Regions from separate parts of the Mus musculus genome. Here all the other regions are linked to region 4. A link is a contact called in public HiCAR-type, HiChIP or PLAC-seq and promoter capture Hi-C data. All regions are on one chromosome and are shown on one strand. Each heading gives the region's core, a stretch centred on a gene start, on an enhancer-like site or on the middle of the called end of the contact. The rest is flanking DNA. Distances are from core to core; before and after follow the strand shown.

Region 1 (4,526 bases), core at 1,105-3,604, 1.3 Mb before region 4:
TGCTTAGACACCTTTGACAGAGCTCTGAGCTTTGGGGTTAAGTGTGTGCACGATGTTAGCGTGATGCTATCTGGTGTGAGAGCTGACAATGGCCGGTTGTATTTATCCCGTCAGCCGATTGGCTCTGAGCCTAGCCTTTAACGGCCCGGCTCCTGCTTCTTAACAGGCTGTTGTCAATTTATTATTTAAATTGCCCTTTATTGCTCTGGTTCTAGTGCCATGTCAAGTTTTTGTGTCTTTGTTTTCTTTCCTTATTATTTATTTATTTTGCCTTCACTCTTGTGCTAATTATTCCTCTTGCACCATAGAGGTGCGAATCCAAAAGTATAAAAATAATGTTCTCTCTGTTGTTGTGAGTCACTCACAGAAGAACTGGGGTTAGTGGGAATATGTAGTGCGTGCAGTGCGTGTCAGGTATGTTTCTGTACATGCTTGTGTGTGCACTCTCATGTGTATGGGTATGATTTGTGTGGAGGAGAGACACCCACACCGAGTGTTTTCCTCAGGTGCTCACCAGCACCTTATGCCTTGAGAGCAGATGTTTCCTTGAGCCTGGAGAGCACTGATTGGCTGGCCAGCAAGGCCCAGGATTTCTCCTCTTTCTGCCTCCATAGCTCTAGGGTTATAGGAGCATGCCACTGTGCCTAGCTTTTTAACCTGGGTGCTGGAGATCTGAAGTTAGGTCTCAGGTGTGCATAGCAAGCACTTTGCCCACCGAACCATCTCCCCAACCCGGGGCTTCCTCATTATCCTCTCAAACAGTGTGAGTTTGAAAAAAGCAGAGCTAGGTGACGATTTTTCTTGCAACCTGAACTATGGGTAGCTTTTGCATGACATTGGCATGACGCAAGGAGCATCTCACCAACTTTCCTGTGCTTGCAGAAAAGAAGCTTGTATCTGATCAAGGAGAAATTTGTCAGTAAACCCCCCCCCCCCATCTGCTCAGAGTGGTGAAAGTCTTGTAATTTGGTGGTTATGTTGTCCAGCTTGACCAGACCTTGGCAGTTCCAGACTCTCCCAGGTCTTCTTGAAGCCATATGACTCTTTGATAAATGTGTAGTGTGCTGGCGTGATGCTGCCGGAAGGCCTGGGTTGCTCTCGTCTTCTGTCCTTTTTGTTTGAAGAGTTGGATGGGAGACTAAACAGTGCTGCCTTTGAATAAGATTGCATGTCCATAAACAAGGACTCCTAGGCCATCTCTTATAAAATGATGCCCCAAATGAACCCTCAGTTCATCAAGGTTAAGATGATGGTGCTGATGAGTTAGATGTATTTATTTCCTCTGCAGATTACTACCAGAACCATAAACCTGGGTGGCAGACCTATGGTTTCTTTGCATATAGGCTGCTCTGGTGTTCTCATCCAGAACTGAAAAGAAACCACCTTAGAACAGAAGTGGCCATAATCAAGTTAAAGATTAAGAAAAGTAGGAAAAAAATGCTCATTTAATTCAATTTGGCAGCCCATTTAGACATTACCTATTCCTTTAGTTTTCACCACGCAGTTACTGAGGACCTGGAACTACTAGACCCCGGGCTGAGTCATGTAGCTGAGAAACAGTTACAATCTTATTTCTCAAGGGTGCGCTCAGGGTGCTCTACAGTGATCCATGGGTAGCTCCAGGCCAGCTCTTCAAGTGTCAGTGGAGTTAATTCTGACTTCCCTTAGAGGCTTTGGATAAAGGTGAGCAGTGGTGGTCAGAGATCACCCACTGCTTCTCTACTTAAGCTTGCTCCCAGCCTGCACTCCAGGTTGACAGAAAGCCAGCAGGTTCTTCTTAGCAGAGCCCTGCATTTTCTTAGATGCATGATGATGGTGCTGATGAGCATGTCCGCGGGGTCAGGCCTAACTTCAGGAGTCCACACACAGGTGCAGGAAGGAACACTCATTGTTTTAAAAGCAACTGAAGAGGAAGAGGCTCTGGGTTGGTGTCGTCCTCCCTGTGTTGAGCTGGATGCTATTCTTGGGGGAGGCTTTGCCTGTTCTTATGGCAACATACGAGATGCTTTTTAAAAAATACCCAGCATAGTTTTCTGAGCTTTCACCTGATGAGCCAAAGACAGCATTTCTGCAGTTTAACACCGCCTGCTAATTTCTTGTTGAGCCTGTCGCAGCAGCCAAGTGAGAAAAATCCAGCAAGTGTGTTTGAGTCTGGTTGCCTGGCCTCATGTTCAAAGGTGCTATTTTGCCCTCAGGTAACTGTAAACTGAAGTTTCACCCACTCATATACGTTACAAAATTAATTATAGTGACCTAGATAATGTTTAATTAGAAACCAGAGATTTATCTTTTCTGCTTCACTGTGTGAAATGTATTAAACAGAAAGTTTTCATTCACTCAGTGAACAAGAATGTTCTTGGCACCATGTTTGGCTTACATCCTTTTATGGACTTTTTGTTGTTTTTAAGCAATAGCTTTCAGAAAGTACTAGACATACTTTTAAAAATGTGCATGTGTCTTGCCTGCATGTATGTCTGTGTGAAGGCGCCAGTTTCTTTGGAACTAGAGTTGCAGACAGTTGTGGGATACCATGTGGGACTTGAACCTAGGTCCTCTGGAAGAGCACCCAGTGTTCCTAACTGCAGAAACATCTCTCCAGCCCCACATATGATGCATATTGTGTGTGTGTATAGGATGTGTATGTTCATGTGCATATTTACCAGTGTGATTGTGGATGTATGTGTGTATATTCCTGTAGGTGTGCATATGCCACCGTGTGTGTGTGTGTGTGTGTGTGTGTTGGTCTGTTAACTTCTTATTTGAGTAGCATCATAGTGATATGTAAAACAAGATAGAAATAAGATTTGTGTTTGTAAGAATTACAGTGATCCTTACAAGTTTAACAGTTTACCTACTTTTGCAAGGTGAATGCTGACGGGGAGATGTATAAGGTTTCCCGGCTGTTTATTTATTATTTATAGGTGAACTCATGCCTTTTATCAGCTAACTACTTCAACAGTGTACCCATACATGTTATATTTTAGACAAAGTTGGGTGTTAATGGAGAGGCTATCCACTGTAGCCAACATCATAATAGATTATACAAGATTCATACTCTAAGGCCCATGGACTACTTTAAAACATAGTTTTTATTTTATCTTGAGGAAGCTTTATTTCCGTTGCTGGTTCTTATACAGAAGAAAGAGCTAAAGGCTGAAAGAGAGGGCTAAACACCTAAGCCAGGTCTCTTTGTTTCTATGCAGTCTCCTGCAGACAGATCTCAAAAGATTCACGCTGGCGATGAGGTCATTCAAGTCAATCGGCAGACAGTGGTGAGTTCATTTATTGGGGTATGATTGAAAGTTGAATGATTTCCCTTCAGAAAATTTAATTACCTTAACATTTAAAATTTTGTGTATGTGTGTGTGTGTGTGTGTACATATGTGCTGGAACAGGGTATCATATCCTAGACCTGTCATGATAGGCAACTGTGAATCACTCAATATGCAAGAGCAGGTAATGCTCTTAATGGCTGATCCATCTCTACAACCTCTATATTAAGAAATTACAATGTGTACCCTGTATTTCCACTGTTTGAAGCAGTCAGCGCTAAACTGAACACACTTGCATTTACCCATTTGCTCATAACTTGAGTTTCCTCAACATAAGTTCACTGGCTCATGACCACGCCTCTCTCCTCCTTTTCCCAAGGTTGGGTGGCAGTTGAAAAATCTGGTGAGAAAGTTGAGAGAGAACCCCACGGGCGTGGTGCTGCTGCTGAAGAAGAGGCCCACGGGCTCCTTCAGCTTCACTCCGGCCCCACTGAAGAACCTGCGGTGGAAGCCACCGCTCGTGCAGGTAACTGTGACATCAGAGACCTTCCTCTAGAGTAGACTGTGGCACAGCTCTTTAAAAGAGGGATTCAAGTTTGAAGGTGATTGGTTTCAGGAGCTGGTTTGCCAGTCATTACTGTTCCAATCCTGCTTGCATGAAAACGTAAACTCCAGGTCTTTGCTGAACTGTGTAGTAGCCACTTGGCATATGTGACTCTTTAAGTAATTAAAAGGTCAGTTCAGTTCCCCCATCTCACCATGGCACAGGTGGAAGGCTCGCCTTCTGTCTTGTCACTTATTTAAAGCAAAGTTCTGTGCCTTTTCCTGGGGAGTGTTCGTTTGTCCCAGGTAGGGCATCCGTGGCCAACCATCCAAGTCTAGCTGACAGTCAGTTTATTGGGGCTACTTATGGGAGCATGGTGACTCAGAGGCTGCTCTGTCACCGAAAAGCCCACCCCAGCACGAGTGACAACTCACCAAAGCTGAGTCCTTAGCATCCCGGTCATGACTGGCAAGCAGTTTCATCCGTCCTGGCAGTGTCTCTTCTCCCCAGCAAGCGTTACTACCTGTGTAATGTCAGGGGAACCTTTACTACCTGTGTAATGTCGGGGGAAGTCCTTGTAACTTTCAAGAGCATCCCCACCTTTGTGTGTTTTGTTTTCTTCCTGACTCTTAGAAGCCCCCCTTCTCCAGTTATGGGGTGATAGCAGTTGTCACTGAGTGCAGCACACACAGCTTGAACCTGATGGTAGT
Region 2 (4,267 bases), core at 1,365-3,864, 1.3 Mb before region 4:
TGAGGAGAAGCAAAGGCAGAATCGATTCCCATGGCATCTCCTTCATGCATGACTGTGGCAGCTTACGGGCCTACTAGGGGCTTTAATTTCTTCATCTGGGAAGCCAAGACAGAGAGCTAGGAGACTCTCCCCCAGTCTTACCCTTTGTCACAGTTTCCTGCTACAGCTAGATCCATTGGTAGATGACAGACACTTGGTGGGCCAATGGTGGGATGACCTTTTTGACCCCAGGTGGGACATCTGTCACATAACCTACGAGTGTTCTTAACGTCCACTGTCTGCCTACCTTATGTGCCACAGACAGCTCTCGAGGATGTTGAAGTGGATTGGATTTGCACCAGTGTCCCCAGCATCCATGCTGTGATCTCTTGTATAGATGTCTGCTCAGGGAAGGTAGAAGGTTTTGCCAGTTTCCCTTTCTGTATCTCATGCCTTCTGTCTTAGTTAGGGTTGTACTGCTGTGAATAGATATCATGACCTAGGTAACTCTTATAAGGACAACATTTAAGGTCCCGTGACCTCTAACTGGGCTCCGTCTTCTCGTATTTGCATATCATATATCAAGGAAGATCATGATTGGCTTTGCCTAAGTCACGTGATTGTCTCCAACTCTGGCACTGGAGCATTGTTGCCGGGCTGGCTGTGTATCAGTCACAGTTGCAAGCACCTTGATTGGTAGGCCTACTGGGAGAGGAGTGCTGTCCCCAGAGAAGGGTTGCTTAGCAAACAGATAGCATGCATTTAATACAGATATCAACGGTTCAAATCCTCGGGGGTTGGTGTTTATCCCTTTAGTTGACAGGAAATGCGAAGTGTCTGTCAGAAAGCCATGCTGCACTGGATCCATTTGAGAGTTTGCAGTGCCCACCGGGAAGGGGTCCTTCAGGTGGGACACGTGTCCAACGATTGCTAAGACTGATTTAGGTGTGGGCAATGCTTGGGGCGCTGTGACACCGTGACAGTAATGGGCTTTCCACGGTTTATTTTCCTAGGGTTGGATGACTGCCTGCAGCCATATGTGCACAAGTTTGAGCGGGAGAAGATAGACGGGGAGCAGTTGCTGAAAATCTCCCACCAGGATCTCGAGGAACTGGGGGTCACACGGATCGGCCACCAAGAGCTGGTGTTGGAGGCTGTGGATCTTCTCTGTGCACTGGTTAGTCCGGTAGAAGGTCAGCCCGTCCTCACGTTCTTAGGAGGATGGAAAGAAGTATCAGCGGACCATCAGAGAAGACAAGGCAGCTTCTAGAACGGAGGCTGGCAATTCATAAGCCGTGAGCTTAGTCTGGCACACTTGTATGCGTGCATGCGTGCATGCATATGTTTGTGTGAGTGCTCGTTTACATGTTAAATGCACATGCATGTGTGTATGTCTGTGTGGAGGATGAAGGACAATTTAGAGCTTTACCCATGGAAACGCTGTCCACCTTTGAGATAGTCTTTCATTGGCTCCAGCTCACCAGTTAGAGTAGAATATCTGACTAGTAAGCCCCAGGGGTCCTTCTGTTCCCACCTCTCCAACCCCTGGAGTTCAACTCTGTGGCCTTGAGCCTAGCTTTTATCTGTGTGCTGGGCATTGATCTTAGGGCTCATGTTTACAAGGCAAGTATTTTACCAACTGTCTGAGCCATCTTCCCTTTCTTTTCCATCTGAGTGAATGAAGGAATTTAAAAATTAGCATACAAGGTATTAGATAACATGATGTTTTTAAATAAAGCGTATTTTAGTAGATTCTCCCCTTCCCTCTCTCCCCCACCCTTGTCTTCCGTTCTCACCCTTCTTCCCTCAGACTCTTTCCCTCCTTGTTGGCACATTTATCTTTTTTGTTTACCCCACTCTCCCTCTGCACCTTTCTTTACCCTCTCTGGTCATATTTCTAGCCTCTTAGCCTTTATCCACATTTACACCCACTCACATAAACACCACACCCCCATTTGCTAATAAAGTTTTATTAGACTCAGTGTGCACAGTTGTGGATGTATTTACTATCCGAGGCTGCCTTTGTGCTGCGAGGACAGAATGGAGTCTCTAACAGAGACCACATGCCCCTCCAAAACCCAGAGTGTTTATTGTCTCATGTACAGAAAAGTGTTGTCTGTTACCAAAAAACCCCCACGTGTCTGTGTTAGGCTTATTTTCCATCTTTTATAAAGCACAGAATGATGGAGACAGCTGTTAATGGGGATGCCATTTTCAAAGTCGAAATGAAAAATGCTATATGTCCACGTCTGTTTCTGTGACTATAAAAAGCACTGTGAGTTTCACAGATACTCTGTTTAAACAACTGGTGTTTGTGCTCGACATGATCAACCAAAGAAATGGCAGCTAGATGGGCAGGAATGTGAACTTTGCTCCAGAGTTTCGCTGTAGAGGGCAGGTGTGTGAACTCTGCCCAAGTCCTGTATGGCTACACCTGTGCTTCCTAAGGAATTCATTCAGATGTGGCATAAAAACACCCATAAAGGTACTTGTTTACAAACTGGCTGGCATGGGTGGGACTCAGGTCTCTTGTCATGGTGCCACGCTTAGGAAACTGTTCACTTAACTGTCGGGGTTGGCACCCCTCCCCCTCCCCCTTTCCAGCATTCAGGCTGGTTTAGTAATGCTCTGAAGCTGAGCCAAGGGGATATACAATTACATCACCCAGAATGGTGGGAATGAGTGTGTGGGGATGCTGCCACTGCTGGTCTGCATTCCATCGATTATATAATACTTGCTGCGTTGCGAGTATTCTTTTTCTTAAAATGGACAGAGCCTTGTCTTCTGCTCTGAGACGCGCAGCTCTTGTTTAGGAGAGTAATGGGGAAATTATTTGTGGTTGATAAATGAGCTGTCACAAGGGAGACACAGTGGACAAGAGGTCTGCGTGCTGGCCGGGAAGGCAGGATTTTTGTATCCTAATCTTGGCTCTGCTCCAGGCTACTCCTTCTGCGACTCCTGGGGGAATATGGTGTCTGTTCCCCTCATCTGTACACTAACTGTCACCGTAGATGTGGCCACGCACTCGTGGGTGTTCTGCATGGCTGGGATATGCCCCGGCATCCTGTTTATTATTAAACTGTCTGCTCTTCAGAGCCAAACATGCTTGAGTTTACTTCTGTCACACTTTCCGGGAAACACAGCCTTGTAGTCTTTTCTGCTGGAATGCCCTGTGCTGTTGCGTCTGTCTTTTTGGTTGTGGTATACTTTGAGGACTAGAAAACTGCTTTGAAATTTGTAGCATGAAGACGAGGAGAACAGGTCAGCTTCCAGCAGTTATGTGTCTCAGGAGGAGGAGGAGAAATAGCAGAGGCCCCGTGGACAGTCTCTCTAAGCTTTTCTTTTTGCTTCCTCTTAAAGCGTTGCACTAAAATGAACAAAGCTGGACCCATGCCAGAACCTAAAGCTGTGTTGTATCTCCTACAATTTCCTACTAATTTCCTCTATAGACCATGCTGTGACCTCAGTCTCACCAGGGACCTACCCTGAACAGCAGTGCACCTTGACTGCCTTGCTGGGGGATGAGGGGTCGCACCCCTCCTCCAGAGTCTGCAAGTGAATGTTTTTCTGAGAGAGTCTAACACTTTATTAAATATCTTCAGTCTTCATATAATCTTCAGTAAAATACTGTTGTAACACAGCATCATTTTAGTGTTTATTTAATCTGCTGCCATGCAGATCATGGGGTGTTTACCTGAGAGTGTTTTACATTGAATAATTCATTTGCAGGTCAGTTACTGTGCAGCTGTAGTTGGCCCTGGTGCTTTAAAGAGGTTTCTAGGTAAACTAGTTTTAGTGGCTGTTGATTTTTTTTTTTTTTTTTTTTTTTGATGGACAGGAAGTAAGCAGAAGTTGGATTAAGAAAAGATGTAGGGGTAAGAAATCATTGGAAAGTTTTAGAGCAATGATAAAAGTGGATAGAATAGAGAATAACCTAAACCAGAGAGAAGGAGTCTCCAAACTCATCAATTATAGCTAGAGGGTAAGAAGGGATACCATCCCAAGTTCAAGTGCCCCCCTCCACCACTCAGGGGCAGAGGGTGACTGACATACACCATAGCTGCCCTGTTCTCTTGAGAAGGCTTTTGCCTCATCTGGCTGCTTATGTGAGGACTAACTAATTAAATAAAAGTTGGCTCTCCGTTACGCTAGCTTTATCACAAGTATTCAGTAGCTGTGGGTGCCAGTGGCCACCATATTGGAACACAAGACCGCAGACAGTTCTGTTGGACAGCATTGGTGGGAAACATTCACGGGCAGTGAGAAATGTCATGGACACCCAGGCTCT
Region 3 (4,013 bases), core at 1,483-3,982, 1.3 Mb before region 4:
ATTTCACAAGCTTATATTTTCTTTTAAAGGACAGTTCTTAAAATGGGTTTTCAGCTTGATACCCCAAAGCCTTTGATGGGGAGGTCAGTGTACCTTGAGAACATCTCAAGGTACTTCATCACCCCAGGGAACAGTGTGTGGCTTCATTTTGTGGATTGTCTAATAACCAGGGAGGCTCTGTCTGTAGCTACAAACAGATGCTCATCTTTTTCAAGTCTTTGTTTTGCCTTATCCCTTGCTATGGGCTACTTAGGTTACACGTTGGTGAAGAATTTGTCTATGTTCTTCCTGTGTCCTGAGGATTAACTCAAAAGGGCGAGCATAACTAACCCAGAAGAGAAAGAAGAGTTAAGACAGTACAGCACTCAAGTTGTGGGGCGGCCCTTGCTCGATGCTTCGATGCTTCGAGCCATGTTTACAGTAAGAGCGAGTGGGTATGGCCTGCAGAGGACCACCCATTGTGAGAAGTGTCTTCTAGTCAGGCCTCACTTCCCAAAGGCTCTCAGCACAGTGCAGCCACTGAGGATACACAGTCAGTACATAAGTTGGCAGTGGAGACGTGTTGGCATTTCTCATCGAACCATCATAACGCTGATGGCAAACCCCTGTGGTTCTCTTTGGAGGGCCAAGCCCTTCATAGGTCTTTGCAGGGCAGAGAGCTGGGTATGCATGTGTTTGGTGGCAGTGTGGTGTTAGATCTGGGGGTTCTTGTCCTGATAGTTTGTCTTTGCTTGAAAACAGGGGAAGATGCCCTCTGCCGGTACTTCAGCAATGAGCGGATCACACCCATCACTGAAGAAAGTGCCTCTCCTATGTACCGGTTCTCTAGACCCCTGACTGAGCGGCACCTGGTCCGAGGTGCGGACTACATCCGAGGGAGCAGGTGCTACATCAACTCCGACCTACACAGCAGTGCCACCATTCCATTCCAGGAGGAAGGTTCCAAGAAGAAATCAGCCTCCTCATCGGCCAAGGCGTCCTCTGGGGAGCCGTCGCTGCTGGTCAGCTGGCTGACTCGCCTCAAGCTGTTGACTCACTGAGGTGGCTGCTCCACCAGCTTCCTGCCTGTCTCCTGCTAGCAAGTGCCTTCTTCCTCAGTGGACAGCTTCTTTAGACTCCTTCCACAGTGCTCCGTGGCAACTTTACTTCATTCCATTTTTTTTAAGGTTGTATACTGTTGTTCCTGGAGTGTTCAAGTCAACCAGAGGGCATCAAATCCAGTGGATCTTAGGTGCCATCTGTGGAGGCAGAAGGAAGGACAGACATGGCACAGCCTGCCTAGTTCTGCCGTCCCACTGTGGGAACATGGAGACATGCTCTTTAAAGTGTGGTGTTGGTCAGACAACTTAATGTCAGGAATTGGCAAAATTGTTCACTTTTGTTTTCTTGGACAGCGGGGACTGAAATTGATGGGTTTTGTCGCATAGATAAAACCCATAGTCAGTTTGTGGTCCAACTTCTGCATCTGAAAAAGCCAAAGGAGAAAAGCCTTTGCTTTGATTTTTAAAGCTATAGAACATATTTATAAGTATGGCAGCGTCCGCCACAGAATGATGTGTGTGAGGCTCTTTGTAGCAGGGCTTTCTTTACCTACAGATCAGCTGTTACCCGCGCCCAGCCACCCCCCCACCCCCCTTTCAGTAACAGCCTCCATGTAGGTGAGCCAATACACAAATTCACGAGCACGCTTTGATGGAACTTAGCATATGCAAAGAAGTGTGTGCTTTTTGTGAATGGTGTTGCAGTTGTATATGGGAAAGGAGCTATAAGATTTGCTGACAGCCAAAGTGTATTGTTCAGGAAGCAGAAGCAACCAGAGTTAGAGTTATGAGGCATTGGTCAGTTTGCAGTGTTGATCTGTTTGATGTCTGTGTTCGAGGGGGGGGGGGGGAAACCTACAGTCCTTCCCAGGTGTACACATTTTTGCTAATTAGAAATATCTTGGAAAGCCTCATCGTCACTGATTTTCAACTAGGATCAGGTATTTTGAAAATGTGTGTCTGCATATTAACTCTTGTTTAAAACTGAATGTACAATATTTTGCTAGAGTGGAAAAAGCCCTATCTTGTTAATTTAAGTGTTTTAAATAGAGTTGTATATTTTTCTTACTCTTAGTCACACATAATTGAAATGTTTCTGTTTTGTGTCATATGTGAAACCCAAGGAAAAAGAGTATTCAACGTGGTTTCAGATTTACAAGTGACCCACTCCTGGCCGTTGGCAGTGTGGGCACTTATATTAAAGACGGAAATAAATTCTTCCAAGCATTTGGGATTTTATGAATTTGTGGTAGAGGAGCGAAAGAAACAAACGTAAATGACACTACAGAAAAGAAATGTTCCAAGGTATTCCTAGGCAGAGCTGAAGCCCAGCGTCCACATACTTCACCACTGGGATTGTCCAGTGACCTGCCTGAAGTGCAGTGCGCAGGATGACTGGAGTTAGTAAGGCCTCCCCTCCCCCCATCTTAAATGCCTCTGTGGCAGTGTTAAGGGGCACAGTAGCCACCTCTGCCAGTGTCATTGTTTTTACACTTACAACAACATATTCCCAGCAGTGTCTGGGGCACTTCAAGAAACTAATCTGTTGGCTGGGGGTGGGGGGTGGGAGGGCAGCCCCCACAAACAGGATTGAAGAGGCTTCTGTGGTGATTCATTCAGTATATAGCGCATGCCTGTGAGCAGAGTACAGGAAAGGGCAAGGAAGGAGCTGTGTTCCAGGAGCGTTGGCCCCTGCCAGTTTCCTGTTGACCTGGGCTCTGTGCCCAGACACGATGCTTGCTTTGACTCTCTGGTCTGGAAGATGGTTACAGTCCCATTGCTTAATGGTGTGCAGAGCTTCGGACAGCATGGTTAGTGTGATGGGCACTTTTCTCTGCAGATGTCTCTTCTAAATTGAAGGAGCGTCCTAAGAATGGATTCTCAGAACTCAGACTTAACTCTTGTCTGCAGCGCTCAACTCAAATTATTACACCAGATGGTGCCTCCCTCCCACACTCTTCCTGGAAGCTCTGGGGGAAGTCCAGGGAAAGTTCTGGCTTCCTCTACAGCCTCCACAATGTCTCTTTTCTTTGTATTTTCGTCTGAGGTTTTTACCTGAATTATGTTTAAAAACTCTATCGCTGCTAAAGGATTTTGTAAAACTCTGCTTTTGAAATATATAGCAACAGCTAATAGTAGTTCCTCAAAATGGGGAGATATCTTGGTATATAAAGAGCTTGCTGAACAAGGAAAGCGCCAGAGTTTGGATCCCTCCGATCCCTGCAGGTGTGGTAACTCTACACCTCCTGCACTCCCAGGCTGTCAAGATGAGGGATCCCAGGAGCAGGCTGGTCGGCTAGACTGGCTGGAGTCTGCAAGTTCTGGGTCAGTGAAAGATCAGCTTTCAGTATGTACGATGGAAGGGCAGCCAAGGAAGGAACTCGGTGTCTGTGCGCACAGGTCTGCACATGCATGTGTGCGCACAGGAACTTCCTGGTGACTTCCTAGTCCTGTCCAACCTGACCCTACCCCATCACCCCCCATACACACTTTTGTTGTTGTTGTTGTTGTTTGTTTTTTGAGACATGGTTTCTCTATATAGCTCTGGCTGTTCTGGAACTCATTCTGTAGACCAGGCTGGTCTTGAACTCAGAAATCCGCCTGCCTCTGCCTCCCAAGTGCTGGGATTAAAGGTGTGCGCCACCACTGCCTGGCTTCATCCCCCCCCCCCTCCCCTTTAAAGAAATGTTTTTCACTTAAACATTTTTAAATTCTATTTTATTTTGTGTTACTTTAAACATCTTAAAGATTTATATGTTTAATTATGTTCTCCTTCCCCAAGTCCTTCTAGATCTTCTACCCACTCCCTACCTACCCAACTTTAAGTTCTTTCTCAAGGAACAACAACAACAAAAATACAAAAACAAAAGCTCCAAACAAAAAAAACAAAAACACAATCATAAACCAAAAAAAGAAAATCAATAACAAATGAACCCAACCCACCACACTGTAGTCAAATAAAAGTGTCCACAC
Region 4 (4,436 bases), core at 319-2,818:
TCAAAACAAAACGGGTCTCAACCTCTATCTTATAGCTAAACATTTGCATATCGTGTCACCTGGGTGCCAAAAGGGAAGGGACATTTGAGGCGCTGGAGCTCCTTGCTATCACTTGAAGAGCCGCTTCATTTCTTCATGCCAGTGCCCTTGTATGTGATGCTAAGGATTGATTAGATAGGATGCAAAATTCATTTTATATAATCTTGAAATTAGTAATTTTGATTAGTGTTAATGGTAAGAGTACCCATTTGATTCTAAACAGAGAACAGTTTGATCAGCAGTGAACCACCATGGTCCAAAAAACAGCTAGTAATCCAGTAGAATTCGCAAGTAGACTAAGCTTCAAATTCTGCATCCTCAGGAGTGGCTTGTCTGGTTTATTCACATCCTGTTACCCACTTCTCTGGTAGGCAGTGGTTAAGTCTTTTGAATTGCAAATACATAAGTTAGTAGTCAGGAGGGTGGATGTCCACTAGAGGGAGGCCTTTGATTTTTCTCTCTTTCTTTTTTTAATTGCAGGGCTGCAGACAGCCTTGAGCAAGGTAAGCAAGTACTCCCCGAGAGTTACAACTTCAGAGCAGAATGAGGAAAGTTTTAAAATGCTTCATTGTGTTGTAGTTTGTTAGTTTTAACTTGGATATGGAGGAGGAGGGAGCAACAGCAAGAAAGTGAGAGAGCAATGGAGAGTCGGATTGAGTGAATCAGAATGTGAGGCAGGAAACGGAGAAACCTAGTGCTTGGTGTGGTGGGTGACGATAGGAAAACAGATTTTGTAGCGTCCCTGGGAGGTTTAGTAGGATATGCCTGTCCTTGAAAGGAACCTATGTCAGATGACCACCCTATAATTAAGCCTTAGAGACTGGAGATAGATGACTTCTGTGGCTGTGGACTCTGTGCCTGCTGGTCGCTTGACTATCCTTAAGTCTCACAGCCTTGAGAAGCAAACCTTCACCTTCAGACTGCAGACACCTGCTGTTCACTCCAGCCTGGCTCGCTGGGGAACAGGTCTTGGGGAGCAGCCAAACTCGGCCTGAGGGCGGAGTCGAGGCTTCAGAGTTGGTCTGGAGGTGAGGCTTCTGAGTTCAGCCTGTAGGCGGAACTAGGTGGAGCTCCACCCTGAGAGACGAGGCGGAGGAAGCGCTTCCTCCAGGAGCCGACCCGAGAAGGCGGGACTGAGGCGTTAAAGCTCCTTCCCTAGAGAACAGGGCTGAGGAGGCGGAGCCGCGCTTTTGGAGTTTCCTTTGGAGGGCGGGGCCGAGGAAGCGGAGCTGAGGCATTGGAGCTCTTCCCTAGAGGCCGGTCTGAGGAGGTGAAGTTCTGTCTCAAGGCGGGGCTGAGGCATTGGAGGCACTCGCTATCTCAAGGTCACGCCTAGGCAGCAGAGCTCGCCCACTAGAAGTGGGAGTCAGGCGTGGGTGGTTTCCACGCCCCCGTGGAGGCGGGGCTGAGACGGTGGAGCTCCGCCCTGAGGGGGGCGGGCTGAGGCCCCAGACCTGTCCCATTTGGAGGAGGAGCTGAGAATCCGGAGCCCCTCCCCTGGGGTAGGGCGGAGACTTCGGCGCTCGGGTTGGAGGCGGGGCAAACGCGTCCAGACCTCCCTGCCCGCTTGCCTTTTGACTTTAGAGGACCTCCAGGCTGTACTACGCTTTGCCGGAAGTTCTCGTAACATTTCCGGCAGAACATTTCTGGATCGGAGACCTTCCTAGAGTGTTTGTATATTTTCTGCTAGGTGGGCGGCCCAGCCAGGATGCGGAGCGGGTTTCTGAGCGGTGCCCGGCGCCTGTGGGCCCGCCGCGCCTTCAGCCGCACGCCGCCGCCTTCCGAGGAGCTCCTCGCCCGCGGCGGGCCCCTGCGGGCCTTCCTGGAGCGCCGCGTGGGCTCGGAGGCCGGTGGTCTGGACGCTGGGTACCCCCAGCTGGCCGCGGCCGCCCGACTGCTGAGCGAGAAGGAGCGGGAGCTGCGGGACACGGAGTCATTGCTGCACGGTAAGCCACCCGCTCTAGTGGGTTCGGAAGCCATCTGCGTTCCAGATCTTGTCACTAGGGTTCTGACAATCCTCCATTGGGCTCTCTAGAGCAGTCCCTGGACAAGGTGCTCTGCCAAGTTAGTCCTCTGAAGTCACTAAGGTTCTCGGTTGCTTCCTCTCCCCTCCTGGTGTAAGACCCCCGAAGCTAGGCCTCCGCTCAAGTCCCGGGATGAGCTGGCCAGCACCCCAGTGACCCGAGAGAAAACCACACCTGATGCAAACTGCAAGAGGTTTTATTATCAGCTAGCTGAGGACGGTGCCGGGCAGGGGAGTTCGACCCCAAGCAGTGGCAGTAGGGGGCTTTTAACAGCTAGCTGAGGAATTGGGAGGAGTTGGGAGGAGAGTTGGGAAGAGTTGGGAGGAGTTGGGAAGAGAGTTCTTCTCTTTTCTGTGTCCTTGGTGAAATTTACAAGGCAGGAGTGGGTAGTGAGTTCTTTCTGAATTTTTATCTCCGTGTCCTCAGCACAGGAAGGCAGGCATCTCTGGTTGTAAAGTATAGAAACAAAAAGGCTTTTTGCTGGCTATAGAGAACAAAGAGCTTCTTTCTGGCTGTATTTTTAGAGATCAGGGAAAGCAAGCTTGGGGAACGTCCAGGGGCTTTCTTTACCTTCCAGGGAGAAATGCTCTGTAAGTTGGGGTCTCACACTGGCAGCTCAGCTGCACAGGAAAGACTCGCTAGTCCCAGCAGAGGAACTAAAGCCGCAGGTGAGTGTATGGCATTGGCACACTGCAGTGCAAGAGGAGCGATGCACTGTATGGTTAGAACTCGAGACCTGGAAATTCATGTTTCCCTCGAGATTCCAAAGTGTCTGCGTTCCTAAAGCCTCCAGAGACGTCTGCCGAGTAGAACACACTTGGGAACTTAAGGCTTGATTCAGAGACCCTGCCTCGAAGAAAGTGGGAAGAGGGATTGAGGTTGGTTACTGAGATCAACCTCTTGGCTCCACGTTCACGAGTGCTCACACATCTGCAAGCTTGAGTACTCTCATATGCACGAAAATGGAAACAGATAAGGAGTAAGGACTTTTAATTTCAATATAAAAAGCAGTGCTGAAAAGCAGAAAGTAGCTTTACAATGGATCGCTAAAGTCAAGGAAGAGGTGGTTAGGTGGGATCGGAGAAAGGGCTAGGAGGCAGAAGTGACCAACATGGATGAAGGTACAGCTTGAGAAGTCCTGTATGGTGGAAGTGTAGAATAGGTATGGGAGATGGTGACAGAAGAGAAACATTGTGTTAGCAAGGAAAACATTCCGAGGTTTAGTCCATTCTCCTCAAGGGGAGAAGCGAAGCATGGCAGCATGCATCAGACTCAGTGCTGGAGACGGAGCTGATTCACAGGCAGCAGAAGGAGACTGAGTGTCACATGGGCATAGTTTTAGTATCTGAGACCTCAAAGCCCACCACCCCCACCGAGACCTACTTCTTCCAAGGCCACACCTCCCAAAAGTTCCACTTACTATGGACCAAGCATACACACACACACACACACACACACACACACACACACACACACGTCTATAGGAGTCATTCCTATTCAAACCACGGCAACCTGATAGACGAAGGATTAGCATTGTTTCTATAGACCTAGGGCATTAGTTAAGAGAAAGCTCACTGTTGACATAGAAGAAAGCTCTTGTGCCTGCATGGTCAGAGAGATCAGAGTAGGTACTTACAGATGGAACTATGTAGAGACAGTAACAAGGCAGGAGTACATAGTGCAGTATATCTGGGGGAAGGGGAGAAGAGAACCATGAGTTCCAGAAAGAACTGGCAGACCCGTGGGAATAGGGCTGAATTACCTAAATGAACCTGTAGAAACCAGTTGCAAGAAACAAGAGTGCGCCAATACTTAGAAAGGCTAAGCTCACTCTTTCAGTTTATACTGGAAAACGTATTTAAATTTGGCAATTTTACCAATGAGAATTTTAACTAGAAGTCTGATTATTGTAATCTGGAAATCTAAACATAACTTCTAGTTATCAAGTTAGTGTTTTATTTGGGGTGGAGAATTGATGACAACAGCCATTACCTAAAGAATCAGAGAGAACAGAACCCTCTGGAGCAGGGCAGCCATTGAGCTTAGAGCTGTAAAATGTTGCTCAAAGAGAGGTCCTGTGTGCATGCACACTGTCCCACCTCCCATTGACGTGAGGTTTAATAGATAAGCACACACATTTAAGCTCTGTGTACATTTGATGTTTCAGAGCAAAAACAGCATGCAATCACCTTCTATCCTAGGCTGCAAATGTCCATAGAGAAAAAACGAGAAAGGGAAAACTCAAAGATAAAATAATCATAAAACCAGAGCACTGACTAGAACAGCAACCACATGGTGGCTCCCAACCGTCTGTAATGGAATCCGATGCCCTCTTCTGGTGTGTCTGAAGACAGCTACAGTGTATTTATATAA
Region 5 (4,183 bases), core at 865-3,364, 1.3 Mb after region 4:
AAATAAAATCTTTATTCCAAGCCAGCTCAAATATCAAATATGGCAGAAATTGTCCTTTATATAGGTAGAGGCTTAGCCTAAAAAATAATTTCACAATTATTATGATTATTTATTAAACAAATATCCTATGGGTATGAATGTTTTGCAAGATGTCTTAGTTAGGGTTTCTTTTGCCCTGAAGAGATACCAGGACCATGGCAACTCTTTTTTCTTTTTTTTTCTTTTTTTTTCCCCCCAGAGGAAAGCTCGAACTCAGTCCCCCACTACCACAAATTATGCAGTAGAGTTTCCTGCGTCTGGGGAAATCCCATAGCACATCTGGAGTGCAATGAATAAGCCTCGCCCTGGGAAAACCACCTTCGTGATCATGGTATCTCCCCGGCCATGGCAACTCTTTTAAAGGAAAATATTTAGTTGGGCCTGGCTTTAGAAGTAATTCATTCTCATCAAGGCAGGCAGCCTGCAGGCAGACATGGTGTTGGAGAAGGAGCTGAAAGTTCCACATCTGGATCAACAGGCAACAGGAGACTGTGAGCCACTGGATCAACAGGCAACAGGAGACTGTGAGCCACAGTGGGCGTGGCTTGAGCACAGGTGGCCTCAAAGCCTGCTACCACAGTGACACTTTCAGCAAGGCCACATCTATTCCAACAACTCCCTGTGAGCCAAGTTTCAAACCCAGGAGTCTAGTGGGGTGGGGCATTCCTATTCAAACCACCAGGTATATTGCACTTTGGTGAGTTCCCTTATTCTTCCAAGAATATATTTGGAGGCAGGGTCTGTGATTTACCTTGAATGGGTTCGTTAAAGATATGCAAATGACGCCAGGCTTGGTGGTGCATGTCTTTAATCCCAGCACTCGGGAGACAGAGGCAGGCAGATTTCTGAGTTCGAGGCCAGCCTGGTCTACAAAGTGAGTTCCAGGACAGGGAGGGATATACAGAGAAACCCTGTCTCGAAAACAAAACAAAACAAAACAAAACAAAACAAAAAGATATGCAAATGACAATCACATGCTTATATATGACCCAGCCATCTTAATTCACAGAGAATAGAGACTACATTAGGATAAAATATAAAATTATCAGGGAATGAAACTAGTTTGTTTGTTTGTTTGTTTTTGGTTTTTCCAGACAGGGTTTCTCTGTACAGCCCTGGCTGTCCTGGAACTCACTCTGTAGACCAGGCTGGCCTTGAACTCAGAAATCTGCCTGCCTCTGCCTCCCGAGTGCTGGGAGTAAAGGCGTGTGCCACCACTCCCGGCATAAAACTAGTTTTATTTACATATCACTGTACTTACTGGTTTCCCACAAATAAGTGAAGAAGCAGAGAAACGTAGAAGTGTAGGGAGGGGATAGCCAAATGTGCTGAAAAACTGAATTCTCATAGAATGTTGGAGAATCCAACCTGCGTTTTAAAACTAATTTTGTTAAGAAGATACATATGGTGGATATGCCCTGAGACCCTTCCCAGGTTAGAGGGGCAGTACGTGTACACACACACACACACACACACACACACACACACACACACACAGGGGTAAGAGGTTGAGGGGAAGGGTTCGAGGATCCCTGAAGAAGACTCCAGACAGGTCCAGAACTTGCCTACTTCTGTGTGACACCTGTAAGTCCCCCAATGCCAAGTATGGTGTAGGAGTAATTAAGCACGCTTGCTGTTTGGGAACGATAAGCAGTCTACAGGCCTTGAGAGGCCCAGGGCTAATCCTGCCACCTCTAAATTAGAAAGACACTGCTCTAAATCGAAAATTAAGTTCAGTGGAGCAATCCCTTTGTTCCCTGGGGATAGGGCGGAGGAGGAACCGCAGGAGAGGCTACTCTGTGGAATTTAGCCAATCTTAGTGGTCAGAGTGGCACCACCTCAAGGCCTGCCATTTCTGACCACTGCCCCTGTGGGAACTGAGCTGCTCCAATCCCACCCAGGACACTGTGCAAACAGAAGATGCCCGCGCCCCTCCCAGGCAGCAGCTGCGGGAACTCTACCTCTGGAGGTGAGGAGTTGCAGGGACATTCCGGACTCCCGGAGCCCAAGGAGCTGCTGTGGCTCATGCTGGCTGGGTCGGGAGATGCTGCTGGGACCCAAGATGCAGGAGCACTGTGAGCGCACAGATTTCCGGGCATGGGTGCGTCTCCTGGAGCAACAAGTAAACAGAACTGGAGGCGGTGCCTGTTGCCTGCACTAGCCAGTGGCCAAAGCCTCCTCTGAGACCCGCAGGCCACAAGGCAATTATCCCTTAGAGGCAAGTCCTCCTAGCTACCAAGGACTCTTAGGGAGAAAGATCGCTCTTAAGGGGGAAGGAACACACTACCACTGTAAATGCAAACAGCAGGTTTTAGACGGTGCTGGAGACTGAATCCAGGGCCTCAGGTATGTTAGGCAAGCACTCAAACAACGGAGCCACAGGTTCATCCAATCTTAGCTTTTTGTTTGTTTGTTTGTTTGCTTGCTTGCTTGCTTGCTTGCTTGCTTGCTTGCTTGCTTTGCACAAGAGTGTGCATGCACTTTGTACCCGAATCTGCAAAGCATGTGGCCTGCCCTGGTGAGTGAACGTTCTTTTCTCATCTCGCCTTCTCAACAAGTCCACCTAGAAGCACAGATGTGGCAATGCCTTGCTGGGTAACCCCGTGGCTTCTTGCGACATCGACATCCTCGTAGGTGGGTGGCCTTTCACCAACAGTTACAAGTGGTCCCCCAGAGATTTGGAAGTGAATATTAGAATAATCCATTTTCCAAATAAGCCAATGGTCACAGTGGGATAAAGCAAAAGCCAAGGACACACAGCTGCCAAATGGAGGAGTGAAGATATCCCACAACAGAAAACCAAGTTGGGCGGAGGAGTTTGCCTTAGTAAGAGAAACTAAAATTGTTCCCCCGCAGTCACATTGCTTGAAAGCCCTGGGGACATTTGTAATGCTGGAAACTTACAGGAAATCAGGACTGAGGCTGCCTTTCTTAGATTCCATCCATCCATTCTAGAAGCATCCATTGCTGGCTCTCCGGGTTGCATGACCTTGACAGTGGTTTCTTTGTTTGTTTTTTAACTTTTTGAGGGTTTTGTACAAGTATATATTTTATGCTTAGCATAACTCCTCTCCTAGTACACCCCACTATCTTTTCTGTCCCCCATGAGGCCCCTTTGCCCTGTAGACAGTTTCTTCTACTTCTATATCACACATATATACATGATTTACACACACACACACACACATGTAATCTAGCAACTACAAATGAGAGAAAATGTGTCCTTCTGGAGCTGGCTTAATTCACTTGTTGTAATTATCTTCAGTTGCATCCATTTTTCTGCATTTTTCATTAAAACTGAAAAAAAATCCATATGTGTGTTTGTGTGTGTGTAAATAGATATATATGCCACACATTCTTTATCAGCCCTCTGTTATTGAATACCTAATAATTTAAACCCTGTGACTAGTTCTGCAAACACAGCTGTGCTGTCTTAATTGACACATTAGAGCCATGCTTATTTATGGGGTGCCGTACACGACCTCACAGTGCCTTGTAGTGCTGCAGTAATATAGCCATGTATCCAGTCTAAGCTCACATCAGGACTTTCGTTTGAAGCTCCATTAGTTTGTAAATTTTCTTGGTAGAAACTATGCTTTTGTGGAAACTCCTGTTCACAGTGGGATTCTGAGAACACACATCTCCCAGTTAGGTTCTCCTCACAGTAGAACAATTGTGGACTTGCTTACTTTTCAATGAGCTGACTCTATCCAAGCAGCTTCAAAGCAGATGAAAAATGGAGGCATCTAGAAGAACCCACCTAGAAAAAGGTCCTTTTCCAATACCTCTCTACCCTATTTTATTGCTGCGGAATTCCACTTGCGGTCACTTTGGGTGACCCCAGATTTTTTTTTTTTTTTTTTTTGGTTTTTTCGAGACAGGGTTTCTTTGTATAGCCCTGGCTGTCCCGGAGCTCACTTTGTAGACCAGGCTGGCCTTGAACTCAGAAATCCACCTGCCTCTGCCTCCCGAGTGCTGGGATTAAAGGCATGCACCACCACGCCCGGTGTGACCCCGGATTTTTTTCCATGAAAGCAGATCTCAGCTTTCACAAATTCTCAAGACTCGTTGTGAAAAGGTTTGCACCCATGTGAAGGCACCATATACTCTTATGGTAATAGATGCAGGAAACGGTTACCTTTGA
Region 6 (3,989 bases), core at 143-2,642, 1.4 Mb before region 4:
GAAATTGTGTAGCTACAATGTTTTAGAAGCCAATAAGCCTCTCTTAATTTTCTTGTAACAACAGATTACCTTATGTGGGCCTCCATTCTATTTCCTTACAGACTCCCAGAGTTAGAGAGTGGCTCAGTGTGGCAGGGGGCGCTCAGCTAGGCACACCCATATTCTGCTTGATTAACTTGATTATTTATTTATTTCTTATTTTTTTATTGTCCAGTTGAGACTCGCTTTCACCTCCAATGTCGACAGTCTTGTCTTTGGTTCTTGAGATGGTTCAGGATGGTCTCAGGCGATCAATCAACTCAAGGCCTGCCAGGTGAAAACCTTTGGCTTGCTCGGCTGCTGCCTAAGGTTAGCCCTGGAAGTCTCAGAGCAAGAGTGGGGATTGTGTACAGGTAGAGCTTGTCACTGTTGCTGGGGTGGAGGATACATCAGAGGACTGTGGTTAATTACCTGCTATAGAGGCGTAGTTAAGCTATATTCCGGAGAGAAAATACATTACCTAATTCACCCCGGTCTCTCTGTCTGTTCGTCTCCTTCCCTCTGCTCAGTCTTCCTCCTGTTTCTTAACCCCATCCCGGTCTCTCTGTCTGTCCGTCTCCTTCCCTCTGCTCAGTCTTCCTCCTGTTTCTTACCCCCATCCCGGTCTCTCTGTCTGTCTGTCTCCTTCCCTCTGCTCAGTCTTCCTCCTGTTTCTTACCCCCACCCCGCCTTCTCTGTGGCTGCTGCAGTATTGCACAGTGGTTATGTGCCGGGTGTGCCAATTTGGCATAGTAGCTGCAGACATTCTTGTCCTTACTCATTGTCCCCATATTCTTGTCCTTACTGTCCCCATCTGTATGTGGCACGCCACTCAGGCCGCACAGTGCTTTAAGTTGGACTCATGGGGTCACTGTGGCTTGTGCTGAGTGTCGAGTGAGGCACTCAAAGGGCTTCTTAGTATGCTGCATCTCTGTCCTGGCAGAGCCAGCTCACTCTTTCAACCGGACAGCGTCGGTTTCACAGTGAACAAGGATACCCTACCCTTCATGGATAGTAAGTCATATCTCAGAGAGCAATGGGAGAGAGAATATCAGGTCATATTGACTTCCTGCTGTGTGCTGAGCCACTGAGAAGGGAGGCCAAGCCTACCTCTTAGCATCCTCAAGGAGAAGGGGGGAACGGTCAGTGACTTCTTAAATGCCTTCTCTCAGTTCTTCCATGAATGTCCTGAGACTTGACGGCTGCCTCTCTTGGTGGGCAACGCACTGAACGCCCTCAACAGCAGAGGGGAGGTAGGCACTTCAGGTGCCCTGCAAGGCCATATTTTCTGGCTTTATCTGAGTCAGTACCCAAGACTCACCCACTTCCTGCTTCACCAAGGCTCTTGATAACCGGTGCTTGTGACAGCAGCATTTGGGTGCGTCCATTGTGTGACAGTGGCATTTGGGTGTGTCTATTGTGTAGTATGCACAACGCTGAGTAATGGCCCTGAAAGAGCAACCTCACATGGAAGATGTTCACCCTCGACAAACTCAAGTAAGGAAGCCAGCCAACAAGTCATTTCGTAAGAGCAGCGCCTATAAGCCCTGTGGGAATGGCTGCCAGCAGAGAATGCCAGTGGCCACTGCACCTCAATTACCAGAGTCACATCCCTCCCTTCCCAAGTCACAGAACCTTGCCAGCTTTTCAAAGGACTGTTTATGCAAAAGGGAGTTGCCTTGTTCTTACCAGCATCCCTCCTGGTGTCAGAGGCACCAGCCTCGGGGAAGGGGAGAGTTTCAGGGCTAGGTGAGTGTAAGAGTGAGTGAGTACTGAACTGACAGAAATAACCCAAGCTTGCAAGATACAGTGCCCAGGCTTGGGGTTTACTCTGGGAAGCTTGAGGTTCCGTGAAGAGCTTAAATGTAGCCCCGTTTGCCTGTCCACAGCAGACTTAGATGTTCTGTAAGGCATCTTTGATTGAAGTGGTGGCCTCCAGAGCAGGATTTCAGCTATGATTTCCCATAGAGTGGGAAACATCTCAACAGCCATCTCCCCACAACCCCCCACTTTTCTCGCTCTGTGTGTGTGTGTGTGATGTATGCATGTATGTGAGTGAGATCATGAAGGACAAAGAAGGTCCAGTTAGTGGAGGCACATTGGTATCAGGGAGTGCTAGGATTTAAGTCTTTTTTAAGTCTCTGAACTGTAAGCCTACCTGTTAGGAAGACTGGGTTTTTCTTGACTTTGGGAAATGTAAGAAAGGGTACTTTTTCTGTGGCTGGAAGTCCAGCCCTGTCATCTCCCCACCACTATGATTTTGAGAAGTGATGGATGCCTAAATCATCCACCCCAAATGCTGTCTTATAGCTGGGCAGTGGTGGCTAATGCCTTTAATCCCAGCACTTGGGAGGCAGAGGCAGGTGGATTTCTGAGTTCGAGGTCAGCCTGGTCTACAGAGTGAGTTCCAGAACAGCCAGGGCTACACAGAGACACCCTGTCTCGAAAAACAAAAAACAAACAAAACAAAAAAGTGAATACATTGTTGCATTTTACAGTACAAAGGGACTGTTACCCTAGGGGTTACATGACCAGATGGAGCGGTGGACCTGAGATTAGGACCACCCCATGTTCAGGATATTTCTCACTGGGTCATTCCCCATTTCCCAACTGTGTTCGTTGCTCTCCCTGTCCCTTGGCCCTAACCCCTGTAAAGTCCTTCCCACAGAAGCATTTGTGCGGGAGGGAGGGACTTCCTGTCCTTCAGCCAAGATGCCTGGGCGGTTAAAGGTGTGGATGCAGCCTTGCATACTTAGCTTCTGGGAGCAGAAAGAACCACCTTGAAATTTCCATGGCCTTGGAGGAAACAGGATGAAGGATAGGAAACAGCTGCCAGGGGCGCTGAGGCAGAGGTGCAGCCTCACATAGCGCTCAGCAACCAGGGATGTCAATTGGAAGGCCTCTGATTAAACGGTCGGTCTGGAGCTGTGGAATGTGATTTGTTTTCAGATGTTGGCCCCTCCCTGCCTTTGTTCTTCAGTTGCCTGTAGACTTTATTCCTACTTTTTAAATGATCAGAAGTGCTTTCTTTAAAAATTAAAAAAAATAACAATAACATTGTTTTGTGTGTGTGTGTGTGTGTGTGTGTGTGTGTGCACCTTTGCATGCATGTGGGAGTCACCTGACATCTTCTCAGGCCTCAATTGTCTGCTTCCACCATGTGGGGCCCAGGAATTGAGTTCAAGTCCCCAGGTATAGCAGCATTTGCTTTTGCCTGCTAAACCATCTTGTATACCCATGGGTTCTTTCTTGTAAAAACAACATAGCTGCAGATAGGCTGGAAAAGACAGCCCCCTTCCCTCCCTGCTAATCCCCATCTGAGAACAAGCCGCCCAGACATCCCTGTGCCCACTCCCACTCACCCATGCATCACTGTTGTCCTTTGTAGAAACAGATTGATGTGTAGCTTGCATCTGACCCTGGGCTACTTTTATGCTGCACTCTGTCTTAAAGCTCTCCCCGTCACCATATTTAGATGAACCTAAATCATTTTAGAGTATCTAATTAACTTTATCCATAATTTGGATGTCTGTGTGGCGATCTAGATGCCTCTCTGAAGCAGGTGGGGGCCCACCTCATGCGCACAGGGGACTCGATGTTTTATGGCAGGCTGGCTGGCACCTGGCAGAGACTCTTGGGTCAGTTTGACAAGGGGGAACAGACCTTCTGCAAGAGATTGAGCCTCATGCCAGTTCTGCCCAAAATGTCCACTGATTTGTATGCCAGGTTATTATGTGAAAGGTGGCTTGAGGGCCATCCTTGAGATCTGCGTGGAGCATTGGGAATGTAGGGAATTGTTCTCCCCAAGACTGCTTCATACAACTCCTTAAAGAGAGATTGCTCAAGGGGGTTGGGGATGGCTCGGTGATGACGTGCTTGTCTAGCAGGATTTAAGTCTGATCCAGCACCTACACACAATGGCATGGCAGCAGATTCTTGTAAAACAGCACTAGGGAGGGAGAGACACTGGT

What was found. Promoter capture Hi-C pulls out the DNA fragments that hold promoters and counts their contacts. HiCAR-type assays count read pairs that join an accessible place to other places. HiChIP or PLAC-seq counts read pairs in DNA pulled down with a chosen protein or histone mark.
Region 1: a promoter capture Hi-C map of liver shows a contact between it and region 4, with 3 times the contacts expected there. The contact joins the enhancer-like site here to the promoter of Mtrf1l in region 4. A contact is called at or near these places in 6 of 39 promoter capture datasets (the 3T3-L1 cell line, embryonic stem cells, hippocampal neurons and 2 more) and 1 of 484 Hi-C or Micro-C datasets (embryonic fibroblasts).
Region 2: a contact with region 4 is called in a HiCAR-type map of astrocytes, with 5 times the contacts expected there. The contact joins the enhancer-like site here to the promoter of Mtrf1l in region 4. A contact is called at or near these places in 2 of 39 promoter capture datasets (liver and pre-B cells) and 4 of 115 datasets of contacts at active chromatin or transcription factors (astrocytes, forebrain, large pre-B cells and 1 more).
Region 3: a contact with region 4 is called in a FOXA1 HiChIP or PLAC-seq map of pancreatic cancer cells. The contact joins the enhancer-like site here to the promoter of Mtrf1l in region 4. A contact is called at or near these places in 5 of 39 promoter capture datasets (the 3T3-L1 cell line, embryonic stem cells, hippocampal neurons and 2 more) and 2 of 115 datasets of contacts at active chromatin or transcription factors (large pre-B cells and pancreatic cancer cells).
Region 5: a contact with region 4 is called in a promoter capture Hi-C map of hematopoietic stem and progenitor cells. The contact joins the promoter of Ccdc170 here to the promoter of Mtrf1l in region 4. A contact is called at or near these places in 7 of 39 promoter capture datasets (the C10 cell line, hematopoietic stem and progenitor cells, liver and 3 more).
Region 6: a contact with region 4 is called in an H3K27ac HiChIP or PLAC-seq map of extraembryonic endoderm stem cells, with 7 times the contacts expected there. The contact joins the enhancer-like site here to the promoter of Mtrf1l in region 4. A contact is called at or near these places in 4 of 39 promoter capture datasets (the 3T3-L1 cell line, embryonic stem cells and hippocampal neurons) and 3 of 115 datasets of contacts at active chromatin or transcription factors (embryonic stem cells, extraembryonic endoderm stem cells and pancreatic cancer cells).

The regions. Positions count from the first base shown.
Region 1 is chr10:7,133,794-7,138,319 of GRCm38.p6, reverse strand. It overlaps Cnksr3 (Cnksr family member 3), which reads left to right. Exons shown (of 13, transcript NM_172546.2): 8 at 3,204-3,272; 9 at 3,652-3,798. Among named protein-coding and RNA genes, the nearest start is that of Cnksr3, 76 kb to the left of the region's middle. Within about 2 kb of position 2,354, at least 9 of the 459 cell types and tissues checked have an H3K27ac peak or open chromatin away from gene starts, as enhancers often do.
Region 2 is chr10:7,157,533-7,161,799 of GRCm38.p6, reverse strand. Cnksr3 (Cnksr family member 3) reads left to right here. Exons shown (of 13, transcript NM_172546.2): 2 at 993-1,156. Among named protein-coding and RNA genes, the nearest start is that of Cnksr3, 53 kb to the left of the region's middle. Within about 2 kb of position 2,614, at least 171 of the 459 cell types and tissues checked have an H3K27ac peak or open chromatin away from gene starts, as enhancers often do. A contact at or near this core is called in astrocytes, forebrain, liver and 2 more, where this site is marked.
Region 3 is chr10:7,117,315-7,121,327 of GRCm38.p6, reverse strand. It overlaps Cnksr3 (Cnksr family member 3), which reads left to right. Exons shown (of 13, transcript NM_172546.2): 13 at 742-2,266. The coding sequence ends at 1,040. Among named protein-coding and RNA genes, the nearest start is that of Cnksr3, 93 kb to the left of the region's middle. Within about 2 kb of position 2,732, at least 140 of the 459 cell types and tissues checked have an H3K27ac peak or open chromatin away from gene starts, as enhancers often do. A contact at or near this core is called in pancreatic cancer cells and second pharyngeal arch cranial neural crest, where this site is marked.
Region 4 is chr10:5,821,075-5,825,510 of GRCm38.p6, reverse strand. It overlaps Mtrf1l (mitochondrial translational release factor 1-like), which reads left to right and starts at 1,568. Exons shown (of 7, transcript NM_175374.3): 1 at 1,568-1,985. The coding sequence starts at 1,748.
Region 5 is chr10:4,480,446-4,484,628 of GRCm38.p6, reverse strand. It overlaps Ccdc170 (coiled-coil domain containing 170), which reads right to left and starts at 2,114. Exons shown (of 11, transcript NM_001370992.1): 1 at 2,001-2,114. The coding sequence starts at 2,066. Gm22739 (a small nuclear RNA gene) reads right to left here and starts at 395; the gene lies at 236-395.
Region 6 is chr10:7,186,879-7,190,867 of GRCm38.p6, reverse strand. All of the region lies in intron 1 of Cnksr3 (Cnksr family member 3), which reads left to right. Among named protein-coding and RNA genes, the nearest start is that of Cnksr3, 23 kb to the left of the region's middle. Within about 2 kb of position 1,392, at least 79 of the 459 cell types and tissues checked have an H3K27ac peak or open chromatin away from gene starts, as enhancers often do. A contact at or near this core is called in extraembryonic endoderm stem cells and pancreatic cancer cells, where this site is marked.